2 separate regions of the Mus musculus genome follow, and region 1 is linked to region 2. The links are chromatin contacts, called in public HiChIP or PLAC-seq maps. All regions are on one chromosome and are shown on one strand. Each heading gives the region's core, a stretch centred on a gene start, on an enhancer-like site or on the middle of the called end of the contact. The rest is flanking DNA. Distances are from core to core; before and after follow the strand shown.

Region 1 (6,292 bases), core at 13-2,512, 1.0 Mb after region 2:
ACAGAACTGCTGAGCCGCCAGCCGGAAACCCTGGTTACTCTCTTGCAAACAGCAAGAGAGGTGATCCAGAAATACCAAGCAAATATTTTTCCTCTTACATGTGGTTCTTATTTCCCTGGTGTTTCTAGGCAGTATTAGCTGTATGCTGAAGCGACCCATCTTATATTGCTCAGGATCTCATATACACAGGCATGATGGTATTATGATATTATCACTTTTAATGCTACCATAATTTTATAGCCTGTGGTATGTATATAGGGGTCCTTATTATAACATCTACTTGGGCCTTTTTATCAGGCGTCATCCTTTCTCTGTTGTCAGCTACATTGCTGAGGGCTTTGAGGGCTTCCTTTAATGCCGTCACTCTATGGTCTCAGGTTCTGAATTGTCATTTTCTGCTTTTGTACGGTTTCCTTTCGCTCCTATGAGCTTCGTTACCTGCTCGTGAAGAATGTGGCTCCTTGGAAGTCAGGACAGCGGGCAGCCCCAGCCCTGCCCAGGGTCTTGTTAGGAGTGTATCTCCTCTCATCCTCAGCATGACAGATTTGAGGTTCTGGTGCACATGGAAGCCGAAACGAATTGCTGAGATGAGACCCCAAAGACAAAGAGACGTGTGAGTGGCTAAGTGTTTCAAGGGGCAATTTAATCATTGCTGACTTCGGACTTTCTGGGTTGCAGAAATTGTCCCTGTAGCAGCAGAGGCTCTGTCTTTTAGACATTGTTAGAGCCTGAATCACAGTGGGGGAGTGGGCTTCCAAAGTTATGGGATGGTATTTTTGTAATTTCCCTTCAGAAAGGATGCTGTCTGAATCTCTCTCAGGAGCTAAGCACATCCCTGCACTGCATACAGCCCTCAGCTCTGCCTCCTGCTAGCACTCTACCCTGGGGCAAGAGAGGGACCTCTCTAAACCCAAGTTCCCTCTTCTAGAATAGCGTGGCTGTGACTTAGTTTATTTTACTTCATAACCTGAGGGATTAGAGACAATGATATTTTTTAAGAGCACTAACAAACCCTTCATTATATCTTAGTTATTTTTATTCAATCGCTTTACTAGATCATAAAATATAATGCTTTAGGGCCTAGGGAGTTGGCTCGGTTGAAACAACGCTTGCCTCATGAGCATGAAGACATGAGTTTGAAGCCCTCCCCAGAACCCACAGTTAAGTCAGATGTGGTGGTGTGCACCAGGGAAGTGGAAACATATGGATCCTGGAGCTCACGGATCAGACAGGCCGGCTCAACTGGGGGATCCCTGGTAAAATCAAGAGACTTTGTTTCTTCACAAACAAACAAACAAATGAATGAACAACAACAAAACAAAGTAGAAAATGACTGAGGATGGCAAGGTTGACCTTTGGCTTCCATACACAAGTGTATGTGCATATGTGAATGTGCAGTTGCATGCATAAGACACACACACACACACACACACACACACACACACAAACAAATACACACATGACGACGTATAACCTTTAAATGGGCAGATTTAAAACAAAACAAATGACAATCAAAACAATCTTTTCCTGCAACAATGACCTTCTCCACTGAGTACCTGTCAAAGTCTGACTTGATTGGTGGAAGATGGAGCCCACATTTAGCTTTGATTCAAGATGGTAGTACAGGGCTGGAAAGGTAGCTCCGTGGCTAAGATTGAGCATGGGGGCTCACAGCCATCTGTAACTCCAGTCCCAGGTGATCTGATGCCCTCTTCTGGCCTCTGCAGTTACTGCATGTCCACAGCACATATGCATACATGTAGGCAAACACTAATATACATATAATAAAAATAAATACATTTTTTTAAGAAGACAGTAAGCTACTTAAATCTTAAGACTGTAGCTTAAGGATTTTGACATAGGATAACATCAGCATAACCCCATGCCTAACCACTTCCAAATCAAAATAGGTACACTTGGCCTCAGGAGGTTTTCCTCCCAGTGATTCTGATGGGCTTTGTTGTGTGCACATGGCTGTCCACACTGACTTTTCTCTTCTCCCGATTCATCGTGCTTCCTCTCATACTTTACCCATCACCTCGGCTTCACAGAACTCCTGTCCCTCACCATCAGGCACCCCTTTCATTTGTACCCCTCTTTCTGTTGACTTTGCCCCTTCTCTTGAGCTGTCCAGTGAGTGGATGTTGGTCTCCTCCACAGAGCTATAGCTTCTTGCTTCACACATTGGCTGTCACTGTATCTTTATATCCTCAGAGCCAGCACACCAGGCATGTGAGTCACCAACTTCAGTTCTGGCACTCTGGCTTCCTGCTGCCATCGATGTCACCCGTGAGAATGAACTGTGATGGATACAGGAAGAGACAGAATTAGTTTGATTTTTTTTTTTCAGTTCTAGGGGAGTGAACCCAGGACCTCATACCTGCTAGGCTGCCATCCCAGTCATCCTTTAATTTTCACTGGCTTTGAACCCATTTGTCTTAGTCAGGGTTTCTATTTCTGCGCAAACATCATGACTAAGAAGCAAGTTGGGGAGGAAAGGGTTTATTCGGCTTACACTTCCATACTGCTGTTCATCACCAAAGGAAGTCAGGACTGGAACTCAAGCAGGTCAGGAAGCAGGAGCTGATGCAGAGGCCATGGAGGGATGTTACTTACTGGCTTGCTTGCTTCCCCTGGCTTGATCAGCTTGCTTTCTTATAGAACCCAAGACTACCAGCCCAGAGATGGTACCACCCACAAGGGATGCTCACCCCTTGGTCACTAATTAAGAAAATGCCCCACAGCTGGATCTCATGGAGGCACTTCCCCAGCTGAAGCTCCTTTCTCTAACTCCAGCTGTGTCAAATTGACACACAAAAGCAGCCAGTATACCATTCCTTAGCCCACATACACATACACACTTACAAACATGCACATGCATCCATGCATGCATATGCATCCACCCACATATACAAGCACATACGAATGCGCTGTGACACATCCTGATCAACCGTTACCTGTAGAATACTTTTGAGAAGCCATCCTGTCCTTGGGCGAGTCATCCCTGCCTCTGTTTCTTTGTTTATGTAGATCACTCCACAAAACTCTTCTGAATTATCTGAATCAAATGTAGGACTTATGCCAACACCTTGTCTTTAAATCATCCTCCAAGATCCCAAACCCTCATGTATTAGTCTTTTTTTTTTCTTTTCTTTTCCTCTTGCACCTTAACTTCATGTTATTGGTAAGCTGGTGAAGTATTGGTAAGCTGGTGAAGTATTGGTAAGCTGGTGAAGTATTGCCCTCATTTCACAGGAAGGAAGAGGTGAGGTGAGCCTTAAGACCTGACCTCTCCGCCTTAGGCATTTCCAAATGCATTTAGAGCCAGGTAGTCATGCCTTTAACCCCATCACTCAGGAGACAGAGGCCGGAAAATCACTGAGTTCGAGGCTAACCTGTTCTAGAGAGAAAGAGTTTCAGGACAGTGAGACTTATACAGAGAAACCCTGTCTCAGAAAACTAAAACCAACAAAAACGTACTTTGAAAATTTTTAATGCAATCTGACTTCTTTCTGACTTGATTTTATATGTGAAAAAAAAAAAAGGAAAAGAAAAACAGAGCAAACCATTCCTTCTGCCTTCTTCTGCAAAGGTAGTGCCACTTCAGAGGTGATGGAAGGGGTGGCTTCTCTCCACCTTTACCCCTGGCATTCCAGCTGTTCGTTCCTAATGACATCTCTCTAGGCTCTCCCTCTACAAAGCCTTCCCTGAGCCCACCACTGCTCACCCCACCCCATCCCCCACCTCTGTGCCTAGATTCCGGCATCTGTGCAATGGAGTTACAGAGCTGTTCCATTTTAAGTCCTCAAAAAAGTACAAACGAGATTGAGAAACTTATCTGAGAGGAATTTTGAAAGGTCTGCTCCAAACTGTTTAGCTATTTTTCCTAAGAGCCAGAAGCACAAAAGAACACACTCATTATCCCATGGCTTCCCAGATCTCACCATGAAAAATAATCGCTGTCAGATTCTCTGGGCTTTCGGTTCATGGGGCTCTTTCTTAAGGAGGAAACGGGACTGGAGTCCTGGCTCACAAGAAACATCACCCTTTCCACCTACACCCTGTTCCTCACTCCATCCACAGCATCTGTTTATCTCCTGTAGGGTTATGCTAACACTACACACACTGTAGGATGATTGGCACTGCCTTCTCTCCCCTTCGCTCTGGGCTCGTTGAGAGGAGAGACTGTATTCTAGTGTGTGCCCAGCCTGGTTCCTTAACCTCAAAGTTACAGTGTCTTTATTGAATGAGAAAATGAGTGCTTGAAGAAACAATGAAGGAGGTTTTATGGTTATCAAGCAGAAGAGACTAGAGCCCGGCTGTTTCTAGGAAGACAGGAAGGTTTCCTTTGTCTGTTTTTCCAGCTGCTTCATTTTAGACTTTTGAAATCTTTTTACATTCAAATGGATTTACTGATATTGTATTTTACAGCAGGTTAGATTTGGAATGCTTCCATACTTCCTTTGATGAGCGGGAGACTTCAAAATAGAGCGCTTGGAATTTCAGAAGCCCCAGCACCACAGTGTAACTACAACTCTTGACTGTTTTCCTTTTATCAACTATTGACTTTGAAAGAGTCAAGTGATTCTAAAACCCAACTTCCCGAAGTCTGGGAGCGAGTTCCTCAAACGCGTTTAGCAGTCAAAACAATTCTATAGAGGACAAAAGAGGCAACGGAGGCATTTCTGTTTCAAATCAAAGTTTGAAATGTCTCAAAATGAGTAAAAGGTTGACTGCTGGATGGTGAAGTATTTTTAGTAGGAGAGAATTTGCTTCGGGAAATACCCAAGGCATACTGTATTATATTGAGATGAATAGACAGGGCCTAGAGAGATGACTCGGCAGTTAAGAGTACTAAGTGTTCTTCCAAAGGACTTGTGTTCAGTTCCTAGCTTCCACACTGTGGGGCTCACATCTTAACCCATCTGGTAAGTCCAGCTGCAGGAATTCCAATCTGTCTTCTGTCCTCCATCATGGACACCCATGGCTAGTACACATGTACACTCACCACAGAATACATAACAAATTAAAAAAGACAGTACATTCAGACTAATAAGAGCCAAAAGGACCTGGGTGAAGGAAGACAAATGTCTCTTTATTCATATCCATGCACTAAGATATAAACAAGCCTGTGAGTGGGGACCTAACCAAAGCACAGGGCACTACCAGTTATTTGAGCAGACTTCTTAGATGGCTTCTTCTTAGGATTTGCTTCCTGTCATTCATGGAACTTCTCGTGCCTGCAATCCACTGGAGTTCTGTTTTGTTCTAATCAGATTTGTGGGCACAGGCAGTTTGTGTTGTTTTTTTTTTTTTTAAAAAGAGGCAACTTTTCACATTCAACTGCCTTTCTGAGAATTACCCATCTATGAAAAAGTAAAAAGAAAGTGGCCCCATTACCATTTCTGAGAATCGGGCTTAACATTATCATAAATTATACAGTAAACTATCTTGGCCTCAGATGGAAAGGTGTGTGTTTGTCTTTGAAGCTGATGTATTTTGACAGCGCACCAGGAGGCAGCTCGCTCTGAATAATGGGCTAGATGAGAAGAAATCACTCCCTTAAGTGAGCCTCTGCCAGACAGGGGGTAAATGAACCTCCCCACCTGGACACCTTGCAATTCCAGAAGCATTGATCACATAAGACCTTCGTGCTCCTGGGAACCAAGGAACAGCTTGGTTATATCTTTTCTGTTTACAAATGCTTAGGGAACTCCCTGCTTCCCCCTTGGCTTTATGCAGTGTTTGAGGGCTGGGGTGGGGCCTCAGTCAGAGCTGCAGATCCCAGCTGCTGATGCCCAGGGAACTAACTAGCTTAGCTTTTTAGGTCTTGGCTTTTCCCCTCCACAGAATGAGCATCATGTCTGGGCTACATGTTCTCCACTCTGCCTGCTCCATCCTAGACCAGAGTATCTATGATAGATAAGTGTCTTTGTCTGGTACCTAGGAGAAAGTGGAGCACGGGGTCCTTCAACTCAACTTTCTTCCAGGATAAAGTGGGCCCTGTTTTAAGTCAGTGGAGCAACTATCCAGCTCCAAGATTGTGTTGTCTCTACCTGAGTCCTAAAGTGAGGTCCACAGTGAGGTGATAGGGCTGCCTGGAGGGTTGGGGTTTCTCTCTCACCCATGCCTATTCATTACATTTCCCTATACTCTCTCTTCCTGCTAATGCCATTTTCATCACAGCTGTATGGCCATAGCGCATGCATCTCTTTCTCTTACCAAGTCAACACTGTTAAAATGTACATCTTTGGGCCAACAAGATGACTCAGTAGGTATAGACGCTTGCTGC
Region 2 (6,415 bases), core at 1,341-3,840:
TAAGCCGAGTATACATCCTTACTCCTTAGCCCCTAGCCAGGAGCACTGGTCAGCAGTCAACAGAACCCATTCCTATCGTAAAGGTCACAGGCGCTTTCCTACTTTGCTAGGGAGTTCCTATGTCACTATGCCTAAAGCTTTGTTCTAAATGTCACCCGGAAACCTTTCTCCAACATTTTACTGTATTTAAAACGTAAGATAAAAATCAACCCTGGGGTCAAACTCTTCCACTTTCAAAGGTGGTGCTGACTCAAGTTTCAGTCTTTTTCTTGCATGGATCTTTCCCCTGCCCCTCTTGAGGCTTGCAGGGTCCCAACAGTTCCTGTCAGGGCTGATGCATACAGAAAGTTAAAAGTCAGCTGTGTCTGGTGGCCTCTGCCGGTATTTCCAGCACTCAGGAAGGACTGCAAGTTCAAAGCCTGCCTGGGTTACACTGAATTCAAGGACAGCCTGGGCACCTTAGCAAGGACCTCTCTCAAAATAACTCAGTAGGTCTGGGGATGTGATTCAGTAGCAGTATTTGTTTGCTGTGTGTGAGTCCTGGGGGTCATTCATAATTTCCCACCCCCTTAGAAGACACAAAACAAAGAAGAGGCATTTCAGCCCCGGGAAGTAGCACATGGCAGACACAGAGCAGATCTCCATACTAAGAGGCTCTCTTTAGCCTTCGTGGAGCTTCCCCAAACCCTCATTTCATCTTTCTTTTATTATTATTATTGTTATTACTTTGGTTTTTTGAGACAGGGTTTCTCTGTATAGCCCTGGCTGTCCTGGAACTCACTTTGTAGACCAGGCTGGCCTTGAACTCAGAAATCCACCTGCCTCTGCCTCCCGAGTGCTGGGATTAAAGGCATGCGCCACCATGCCGGCCTCATTTCATCTTTATCTCAGAAAATAAGAGTGTCTTTGGATTAACTGTAAGGTCCCCCTGTCTATCCCCACCGACCTCCACTTCCCCATCACCCCAACCCCCTGCCTCTGGATAGGTTTGGCTAGGGCAGAAAGAAAAGGGTAATTTTGGAAAATCAAGTATTTTTAGGGATCTGCCCAAAATCTCCCCCCAAGTCATTCATAGGATTTTGCACTTTATTTATTTACCCAAATCACCAGTACTTAGGGCATCAGGTAGCCCAGACCATGGTGATATCAAGGACAGTCCAGCAGAGGGAGACAGAGGCTAACTAAGCTGCTGACCCGGGACTTAGTCAGTATCTACGATTTTTGAATTAAAGTGAATGCAACCACTTTACTCCAACCTTTTAGTCCAGTGTCGAATCCAAGCAGTCTGGATATGTTAAACGTAGGCGGACTAATGCGTTTTCAATTTCGCAAAACGTTCTGCACATAACCCCATCCTAAACGGACATGCCAAGTTTAGTCTGTGCTTGGAAACAGGTATGCATCCTGAAAAATAGAACCCAGGGGAGCTTATGAGTCAGGTGCCCAGTGGAAGGATCGGATTTACTTAGTTGCTAAATTCAACTTCACGTTTCTTCCTCCTTCCTCACCTTCTCTGAGAGGCCACAAACACTTTGAACTACCAAATTCTCTTTCGCATGGTGACAGGATGCCCTTTACTCATCTGTAAATGGCGCTCCAGCAAAGGGACAGCCAATGTAAGTCCCAGAGCCAGCTCCTGCGACACCTATACAGCTAGCAGCTGGAGATTTAGTGGGAAGGGACGGCTGAAAGGCGGGTTCGGTCTGTTACCTCTTCGGATTGGCCTCTTGGAGCCTGGGCGTGACTTCCACTAAGGTATAAGTTTGGAGCGCCACTGTCACAGCTGCAGTGCTGAAGGTGGAGCCCTAGCTGTGAACTACACGTCACCTGCTTCGTTCCTGCGACTAGTCGGACCCAGCGAGACTGAAGAAGAAAAGGTCTGATTTCTATATATTCATGTATATAGTTTGTTACCATGAGGATGCTCCAAAGGTTGATTCGTGCTGACCCGGAGCCCTAGATTTGTGGGTACTTCCAGAGGGTCAAAGAAGGGATCCACTGGACTTCAGGAGCCCAAATTCAACAGTTTTTCTCTGTGTTGCAGACGCTCGTGTATCCGCCACGCTCGGGCATAAGCTAGAAGGATGAAGCTTCTCGGTCGACTTCGCTCCTCCACTCCTGAGCCTGCCTTCTCCAACGTGCTCACCCCGGGCCGCATCCCAGAGTTCTGCATCCCCCCGCGGCTGCAGGTCCCCGGCGCTCTCGAATCACCGCTTCCCGCTGCCGCACTGCCTTGGCGCTGCGCGGCCGAACCGGACCTGTGGCCGCGCATCCCTGACGACCGCGAAGACAGTGACGAAGACTGCGCGGGTCGCACCGACTGGGACCCGCGCTCCCAGGCTGCGCTCTCGCTGCCGCACCTGCCCCGCGCGCGCACCGTTTACGGCTTCTGCGCGCTGCTCGAGAGCCCGCACACGCGCCGGAAGGAGTCGCTCTTCCTCGGCCACCCCGGCACCCCCAGGCTGGGACTTTGCCACCGTGCGCACACCTACGCGAGTCCGCGCCGAGCATCGGACTCTGAGCTCGGCGCCCCGCGCGACCTGGACAAAACCCCACCAGCCGCTCCAGTGCCCCGTATGCGCCGCCTCCTCCGCGCCCCCGATGGTCTGTTGAGCCGCGCGCTGCGGGCTCCCCGCGGCCGGGCCAGCGCGCGCCCCGCGCCCCGCGGCGACGAGCACGAGCGCGCCGCTTCCTGCGCGCCCCCGGTCCCCAGCAGCCCGGATCCCGAGCGCCTGCAAGCTGAAGCCAGCGTGGCTCTGGGCCGCGGGGGTTGCACGCTGCGCCTGGCGGCCGAGTACTGTCCGCGCAGCGCCTGCCTCCGCCTCCGCCTGCTGCGCGCTGAGGGCCCGGCCGCCGCGCTGGAGCCCCGCGCCCTGGGCTGCCGCCTCAGCCTGGTGCTGAGGCCGTCGGGCCAGCAGCGCGCCAGTGTGGTCCGCCGCAGCCGCAAGGCCGCCCTGGACCAGGACTGCTGCTTCGATCGGCTCCCGGAGGAGCAGCTGCGCCGCCTGGCCGTGCGCATCAAGGCGGAGAGCAAGGGCCGCGGGCTGGAGCGCGGACGACCGCTGGGCCAGGGCGAGCTGCTGCTGGGCTCTCTGCTACTGCTATGAGCGCGGCTTCCCTGGTGCTCTGGACATTTAAGGTTGAGTCGCCTTGAGATGCACAGAGACTCTTGGCCCTCAGATACTCAAGGCCTCTTGACAGTGGCTTATCCCCGGGACACACACAACAGCCTTTTGGCTCTGGTGCACTTTCCCTTTTGTACAAAATAAAAGTTATTTATTTTTCTATCTATAATCTTGCAGCATTGATGTTTTTTCACTTTTCTGATCGCTTTTTGGAAGCAAAAGGAAAAGTAATGCCCCCCCCCCCGTCTATTTACAGTATCTGCTCCTTTTCCAGACCATTTTAATAGTAAAAAGGGAAAACCAACAACGTAAAGAACGTATTTACCCCAGAGTGGAAGAATAAGAACAGAAGCACACTCACATGCTTGCTTTTCCCCACTGGAAGGAAGGTTCATTCACTGGTGAAGTGCTTGCCATGCAGGCGAGATGTACTGAATCCTGTCCTGGTAAACCTATCTTTAAAAAGCTGAGGCCGGTGATACACAATTGTAAGCGCAAGGCTGGAGAGGGATAGACAAGCAGCTACATCCTTGGTGTTTGATAACTCTCCAGTCTAGCCTTATTGGTGACCAATGGGAGACCCTGTCCCAAAGAATAAGGTGGATGACAATTGAACAACATCAGAGGTTGTAACTTGACCTCTGAGGGCAATTGTGCACACACGATATTGTGATAATGTTTTCAACATCATTCCAGACAGATCTATTACAATGTTTTTACAGAGTTAGGTGGTGTAATTTCCACTCTCCCTTCAATGCACATATAATGCACATAGAACTCTCTTCTAGTACAATGGCGTTGGTGAAGAGAATCCCCTCTGAGAAGAAATAGAACCCTTTTGAAAGAGAATTCTTCATATATTGTGCGAGCAGAGGTAAAGGAAGAAAATAGGAGTTCAAGGTGATGGTGGGGGTGGGCATTCCTTTTGTTTCTTCCTGGGGGGGATCTTTGTGGCCTCTGTAAACAAGCTGGTTTTGTGGCCTTGTTCCCATTCAGCTGTGTTTCAGTTACACAGTGATTAGTTTTTTCAGTAGGATTTCCTAGATGAGTTAAAATCAGTTGTCTATTTCTTGAGCTGTGGGTTCTAAGAGGTTCTAAGAAGTTTTTATTTTCTTGTTCACTTTTTTTTTAATGTGCATTGGTGTTTTGTCAGCATGTATATCTGTGCCAGAGTGTCAGATCCTGGAGTTACAGACAGCTGTGAGCTGCCGCATGGGTGCTGGGAATTGAACACAGGTCTTCAGGAAGAGCAGTCTGTTCTCTTAACTACTGAGTCATCTCTCTAGCTCCCAAGAATTTTTGAAATAGGTCTATTTTTATTATTTTTTAAAAATTATGTATAGATGTATGCATGTGCACTAGAGGGCAGATACCAGTAAGGCCAGAAGTACCAGATGCCCTGGAGCTGGGGATACAGGAAGTTGTGAGCCATCTGACTTGAGTTCTAGGATCTGAACTTAGGTCCTGGATCACAGCAGCCAGTGTTCTTAACACCTGGGCTGTCTCCCCAGCCCAGAAAGAGCTTATTAAAATCCTGAGTACGATCACAAATCCTGCATTTTTAAATATAATTTTCAGTGGACAAATTAGTGCTTAAAAATCATATAACTGAAAACCGAGAACTCATTCCAGATATATTTCCACAGAGCCATGTAGCTAGCACACAAAGCTGACCTTAGACAGGAACCAAGGTGTCCTGGCTGCTCCAGATGACTGGCCTACCCTGTGCTGTCTCACAAGTCATTTGAGCCTCTTCTTTGCAATAAGTGTCATACTAAGAACAGAGGGCACAGCTATGAACAATATACACAAGTGGATAGCTAAATAAATAAAACTTAGGAAGAAAAAAAAAGAAAGAACAACAAAAAAACCCCAAGTTTTATTACAGTAACTACCAAAACAAAGCAAAAAACCCCAAACAAACAAACAAACAAACAAAACAACTAAGGAAGGTAACAGGTTTGGAGAGCGGCAAATGAAAGACAAGTAGCCAGGAAGATTTCTGTCCTTGAGAAGGGAAAAATTCCAAAAGGAATTCCAAAAGGAAAGTGTAACTAACTAGCCCCTTACTACAATGTTATAATGCCTCAGCAAGTTGTATTCATAGCTCTAAGCCAAAACTCTATGTTTCTTCCCAGTATCATCTTTCCTAGTCCTTTATAAATGGCACAATCATGCTTTCTTTTTAAATCTCTGTGTGTGCATGTGCATATACTTGCATGGGTGGGCACATGCTCATCTCTGTGTGTGTGTGTGTTCATATGTGTGAGTACAGATGTGCACTTGCCATGTTAACCTTAGATATTGTGAGACCCCGACTTAGAGTGTTTCTCCCTGGAAGGTAAAGCCCCTGGACGTTCCCCAAGCTTGTTTTCCCTGATCTCTAAAAATGCAGCCAGAAAAAAAGCTCTTTGTTCTCTATAGCCAGCAAAAAGCCTTTTTGTTTCTGTGCCTAACAGCCAGAGATGCGATAATTGTAGGAAGACCTACAAGGACATGGAGATAGATGCTGGAGGGGAGGCTGCAGCTCCCCCCGCCCCCAGAAAGGAGCTGTAGCCAACTCCCCTCCCAACTGCTCCCAACTCCTCCCAATTCCTCAGCTAGCTGTTAAAAGCCCCTTACTGTTACCACTTGGGGTCAAACTCCCCTGCCCTGCAAGGCTCGAGGAGTTCGTCCTCAGCTAGCTGATAATAAAACCTCTTGCAGTTTGCATCAGGTGAGGTTTTCTCTAGCGTCATTGGGGTGCTGACCAGCTCATCCCAGAATTTGAGCAGAGGCCCAGCTTCGGGGATCTTACAGTATCAACCATCACCTTTCACCTTATCTGGGTCAGAGTCTTTTTGTTTGCCTCTGTACACTCTGGGTCAGGTGCCCTGCAAGCTTCCAGGGATTTTCCTACCTCTGTGGCCCATCTCAACATAGAAGCACTATGCTAGCTTTATATGGGTTCTGGTGATCCAAACTCGGGGACTGAGGCTGGGATAGCAAGCAGTTTACTTACTGAGCCTTCTCTCAAGGTCACAAACATGTCTTCTGTCACTCCAGTCTCGTGTAGTTGTCCTTGACTCATCTGCCTCATGTTTTACTTTACTCTTATGAGAACGTCACCTCTTCACAAAGTCATAGCTGGTACCCCTGTCCTCTTGCCCTTACAATTCTTTATTTTCCTTTTCTTCCACCCTCCTGTGTGTGTCACTGTTACTACCCAATGGTGTATTACACAGTTACTGTGTAGTTTGCACATTTTCCTTTTTATGACAATGTATGCTTTACAAATGCAGAAATTTGGC

Evidence for each region. HiChIP or PLAC-seq counts read pairs in DNA pulled down with a chosen protein or histone mark.
Region 1: an H3K27ac HiChIP or PLAC-seq map of embryonic stem cells shows a contact between it and region 2, with 6 times the contacts expected there. The contact joins the promoter of 9530091C08Rik here to the promoter of M5C1000I18Rik in region 2. A contact is called at or near these places in 2 of 39 promoter capture datasets (the 3T3-L1 cell line and cranial neural crest), 2 of 115 datasets of contacts at active chromatin or transcription factors (both in embryonic stem cells) and 1 of 9 other capture datasets (embryonic stem cells).

The regions. Positions count from the first base shown.
Region 1 is chr9:68,764,084-68,770,375 of GRCm38.p6, forward strand. 9530091C08Rik (RIKEN cDNA 9530091C08 gene) reads left to right here and starts at 1,263. Exons shown (of 1, transcript NR_033299.1): 1 at 1,263-6,292. All of the region lies in intron 1 of Rora (RAR-related orphan receptor alpha), which reads left to right.
Region 2 is chr9:67,757,640-67,764,054 of GRCm38.p6, forward strand. It overlaps M5C1000I18Rik (RIKEN cDNA M5C1000I18 gene), which reads right to left and starts at 2,591. Exons shown (of 2, transcript NR_153961.1): 1 at 1,509-2,591; 2 at 1,074-1,404. C2cd4b (C2 calcium-dependent domain containing 4B) reads left to right here and starts at 1,798. Exons shown (of 2, transcript NM_001081314.2): 1 at 1,798-1,877; 2 at 2,045-3,294. The coding sequence starts at 2,085. The coding sequence ends at 3,107.